2 separate regions of the Capsicum annuum genome follow, and region 1 is linked to region 2. The links are chromatin contacts, called in public Hi-C maps. All regions are on one chromosome and are shown on one strand. Each heading gives the region's core, a stretch centred on a gene start, on an enhancer-like site or on the middle of the called end of the contact. The rest is flanking DNA. Distances are from core to core; before and after follow the strand shown.

Region 1 (2,700 bases), core at 37-2,536, 350 kb after region 2:
AGAAGTATGGTTGTTAAAAGCTCAATTTCTTAGAGATTGAAGCATACGTAATAGGAAAATGCATCAAATACACCTAGAAGTAGTTTAAATAACTAGCATACACACTCAAACAACTTTTTCATTTTTTTTTCTAATTATCATGTATACATTTCAAAATAGTTGCACACAGGAAGAATGAGCTCTAACGTACTATATACGCCAAAAATAAATTTACAATTTACTAAAATATGGATGAAAATTAGATTTATGAGAAAATATTTATTTTGTTTTTATCCAATATTCAAACATTATTGGCATAGTTAATTCGAATGTGCATCATTTAAACCCTATTCAAGTAGAGGACCCTTATTCTAATTTTTTTATATTTAGAATTTGTACTCGAAATATTAAAAGCACAAAAATCATCAACATTGCACCACACCTTTCAATAAAAAATCCTAAACTTGGAATTCCTACAATTTTAAACTAATAATCCAATAATAATGAAATATACAGTAAAAAGATATTAAGTAGTAGCCCTCGATAGGTGGTAGACATGGTGCAATTGATATCATATTTGTACAAACTTAATTATTTAGACGTTAAAGCTTTAACCATATATCCTTTCTTAATTAGAATATCTTTTTTATGTAACTCATTAGCGAAAAAAATTATATATACTTTTTTTGAATTTTTTTTAATATATTTATGGTGTTAGTATGATCTAACTAATATTTTTTTTTTTTACGAAATCAGCTTCGTTATTCTCTATTATATAATTATATATAAATTGAAATCAAATAAATTATGTTCAAATACTAAAATCGAATTAAAGAAACCATCAAATCCGGTCAAATTAATTTGATACGATAAAGAGGATGCGGACAATAATTTCATATAGTTCGACCCTTCTTAGCAGGGTCGACTCTACGAATTTGATGGCCTAAAGCTAAATTTTAATCAGAGGTTCTAAGTATATTCAATAAAATTAATTTTTTTACATGACACATGTATCTCATGTGCCACCCGTGCGATATACGTGCATCTTATGCGATTTAGATACATTTTGTGTGTTATACATATATCTTGTTGTCAGTTAATAAAAATATTTAAAAAAAATAGAGTCTAAAGCCTCAAATCATTACTTTAATAATTTTATGGTCAAGTTAGCCACAAGGAATAACAAAAATTTAATACATCAAAATATTTTCTTTTGCTATAAATAAAGAGTGTGGGGTGCTAGTTGTCAAAAACGCGTTGATTTATAGAAAGAGACATTATTATAAAGAGAAAGTACGTAATAAAAAGAAACGCGGTTTTGAATAAAAAATAGGTCAGCATCATCTTTCATAATTCACATGGTCTCTTAGTCAATGGGATTTATACTTGCACATATATATCTACATAAATTTTCATCATTACATAAATAATTCTATAGTATACTTATATAATCATTCCAACATACTTGTTCTGAAAAGCTATTTCAATCATGACTGGTGGAAGAGAAATCTTGCACAAGATGAAGGTCTGTTAGTATTACAATTCTTTGTTTCTTATATTTGAATTGAGAAAAAAAAAAAAAAGATTCAATTTTTGTGTTAGTTGCAAGTTTTTGTTTTATGGGTTATTGAGTTCTTGTTGAATATTTGTAAGAATCAAGATTAGTTTCAAAGAATTTGAATATGTTTATATATTAGAAAATCAGAATAGATTATAGAAGTAACCTATTTGTGACCCCGACTTGTTTGGGACTGAGTCGTAGTAGTGTCATAGATTTTGAAGTTTGAAACTTGAAAATTTGAGTGTTGAAGTTGTGTTTGGACATGCATTTTACTTGGCCAAACATATATTTAAAGATAAATTTTCGAAATCTCCTTCTAGAATTTAGGCAAGGAAGTTGTATAGTCAAAACTTTCAAGATATTCAGGGAATTTGGTAATGGGCTGTGAAAAATTTTAGCTAACGAAAGGTTGGAACTTTATTAGATCAGAGATAGTGAGGACTATGATTGGAGTGGTTTAGGGATCAGGTGATTTGGGGAGTGAGGAATTCACTCAAGTTCAGCTGAATGTTAGCTTTTAAGTGGCAATGGCTGAGTACTTAAAGCCATTTGACGTTGTAGTGATTGGCAGTGAGGTGAATTGTGAGGGTGGCCTTGGCGTAACTGGTAAACTTGTTGCCATTTGATTAGGACATCATGGGTTTGAATTGTGGAAACAGCCTCCTGTAGAAATGCAGGGTTAGACTGCGCACAATAGACCCTTGCAGGCCGGTCCTTCCTCGAACTCTAAGCATAGCGGGAGCTTAGTGCACCGAGGTGCACTTTATAGTGAGGTGAATAGTGAATGCGTCTATGATTATGTTCTTAGAAACCTTCTTGCATCGTAGTTTCTTAAACCGAAATGAGCAGAAAGAAAGTGGGAGAAAGTGAGGGGACATGATTAGTACTTGATTGAAAGTGTCGCGTAGAGTTGGAAAAAAGAGGGGCTTCAATTTTTCGGCAGAGTTACGTTGTTTGTTTATGTGAGCTGGTACTCTTAAGTGTACTTTCATCTAAGCGTAGTGCTAATGTGCCAAGCTAATGCCAGGTCAAATTTAGAGAATTTTGAGTGCATTTCTATTTTAGCTTCATGAGTTTTCGTTCCTTCGTTGTTGCTGCTTGGGATGAAGGACTGTTGAACAAAGTAAAGTGCCTTAATTTGGTATTTGATTGTTCATTGT
Region 2 (2,836 bases), core at 227-2,726:
CATGTATGGACAGTGAAAACCCATACCAAATAACGATATTACCAATATTATCGATGGAAAGGAATATATTTTCATTTTCCCAATTCAAACTCAAATCGAAAAAGGAAATGAGGAATGATCTCCACTAAACAAGCAACCAATATCACAGGGAAACTGAAATCCGTCAATCATACAACAACACAGTAAAACAAAATCGCATACTAATACATCAACAATTAAACGATAAATCACAAAATCAACTTTATCTAATACAATTCTTATCTAGATGAACTTCACAATCACTGATTTACTGATCCGGTGAAGTTGACAAGCAAACAAAATTAAGTGATCCGCAGTTCATATAGCAATATTTACACAGTATAGGTGTTTCTACATTGTATGGAGAGTGAAAACCCATACCAATAACAACAATACTTACCAATAATATCAATAGAAACGAAAATATTTTCATTTTTTTCCAAAATATCAAACTCAAATCGAAAAAGGAAATGAGAAATGATCTCAACTAAACAAGCAACCACTACCAAAGGGAAACTGAAATTCGTCAATCATACAACAACACAGTGAAACACAATTTCATACTAAAACATCACTAATCAAACGGAACAAATCACAAAATCAACTTGTTCACTTTCAACTGATCTATTAATAAAGTAAACGAAATTCAAATAAAACAATATTTACACACAGTAAAGGTGTTTCTACATGTATGAAGAGTGAAAACCCATACCAATAACAACGATAATTACCACTTTTCTGAATAGAAACGAATATATTTTCGTTTTTTCCAAATTCAAACTCAAATCCAAAAAGGAGATGAGAAATGATCTCCACTAAACAAGCAACCAATATCAAAGCGAAACTGAAATCCGTCAATCATACAACAACACAGTAAAACTCAATTTCATACTAAAACGTTCAATAATCAAACGAAACTAAATCACAAAATCAACTTGTTCACTTCCAACTGATCTACTAAAGTAAACCAAAATTCAAATAAAGCAATATTTACACACACAGAGTAAAGGTGTTACTACGTGTACTGAGAGTGAAAATTCATGCCATACCTGAGAAAAGGCGAGAAGTTTTGTTTCCCACCTCTGAGGAGAGGAGAAAGTAGTAAGTTATGTTTTGGAAGAAGCAGAGTGTATTTTAGGAAATCGAGATTCGAGTGGCACGAGCTTCTAGAAGGTACGGCGGATTAGGGTTTCCAGACCTATTGACTCATCTGACCCTGATGTTCCGTTGATATTATCCTAACTGCCATTTTCGCGCTTCATTCAACTACAGTCATAGTCATGGACAGTCCATTATGGTGGCGGCTAGGAATAAGGTGGGGGTAATGAGCACTGTAGCTTGGAATGAGCAACGTGTTAGGTTCAATTTACTAGGTGTTTTCTTTCCCATCTGTTTTGATAATTTTAGTCGAAATGCGCGTAAGCTGACTCGAATACCACGGTTATATATAAAAAAAAATAGGGGTAATGAACAATATATATATATATATAACATAACATATATAGTACTATATCCAATGCTAATGTCGCTTTCCTATTTTTATATTACCATTTTTTTTTATAATTACTACTCCCTCCGTCTCATTTTATGTGTCATTATTTAATTGGACATGAAGTTTAAGAAATAAATACTGAATTTATAAAATTATCCCTCTTAAAGTTACTTTAATGTTTATATTTTAGTTATCTTTCTTATTAAATGGGATCCAGTAAGAATAAAATGTAAATAATGTCATTAAATAGTTGTCAAATGAGAAAAGATAACATTATTTTTTGGACGGACTAAAGAGAAAATGACAGACACATAAAATGCAATGGAAGGAGTACATTTCGGTCAATTTACATACACTTGACATCGAGATTTGATAGATGGGATAAAATTATCTATTTTTATTTCTATGGGATTTGAATCGAAATTTCGTAGTTCTCAAGTTTACGAGGTACCTATTATATCCTACCAATAGAGGTATCAAGCAACTCATGCATCAATCGTGAACTTTTGGGAAGGAAATTAGTGATTTCATCTCCATTGAGTTTTAAACTTGAAATCTCGTGATTTAAAGTCACTTACTTCCTTGATAACTAGATCGGTGAATGTTATAAACTTATATCAAACTTGACATTGTTTAAATTATATTTCGATTTAGGCTTACGTACTATATTAAGGATTATTGAAAGAAGATATTAACATGCTAACGAAAAATTAATTTGATACAAATTACATCCCAAAACAGATGAAAACTTTTAGAAGTCTTTTTACATGGATTGGATTATAGTCCAACATTATAATGTCTAGACTAATTTATTCCATCCAGTAGTTGGTATAAAATAAATCTAAATGGAATGGAATAAATTTATACTATCTACTAAACATAGTACAATATATATTTTATCTCAAATTTAATCATGAGATATTTCACCTTTATCCCGAATTTAAACGGGGAAAGTATCTGTGTGAGTTGTCCCAAGTTACGAATAATTCAATAAGGAATACTACTCCATAGTCGTGATAGAAACGGAGCAGAAAACAAATTAACATAATATTGGAGAAGTTCCAAGTGAAATTTCATTTTGTGGTGACTTACTTACCACTCAATTATTTGAGAGAAGTAAAGGAATTCAAATGCTCAGAACAACAATTATATGTTGTTTTTGGATACAAATTACACAATACAAGCCTATCTGTCCTGAAAAATAATTTAGGAAAGATGGAGATAAAAGAGTGAAAACAAAAATGGGCAGCATAGTTCTAACGGATATTCATGAAAATCATTAAGCTTTGTAGTCCAGTCCCCCCAACACGTTGATATATGAACATG

Evidence for each region. A called contact is a pair of places that touch in the nucleus more often than the background predicts.
Region 1: a Hi-C map of leaf shows a contact between it and region 2, with 2.1 times the contacts expected there. The contact joins the promoter of LOC107878349 here to the promoter of LOC107878356 in region 2. A contact is called at or near these places in 2 of 5 Hi-C or Micro-C datasets (leaf and placenta).

Annotation. Positions count from the first base shown.
Region 1 is chr7:206,711,276-206,713,975 of UCD10Xv1.1, forward strand. It overlaps LOC107878349 (probable protein phosphatase 2C 58), which reads left to right and starts at 1,287. Exons shown (of 5, transcript XM_016725303.2): 1 at 1,287-1,504. The coding sequence starts at 1,469.
Region 2 is chr7:206,361,374-206,364,209 of UCD10Xv1.1, forward strand. LOC107878356 (ADP,ATP carrier protein 1, mitochondrial) reads right to left here and starts at 1,477. Exons shown (of 4, transcript XM_016725311.2): 1 at 1,068-1,477. It overlaps LOC107878355 (mitotic checkpoint serine/threonine-protein kinase BUB1), which reads right to left. Exons shown (of 14, transcript XM_016725310.2): 14 at 2,633-2,836.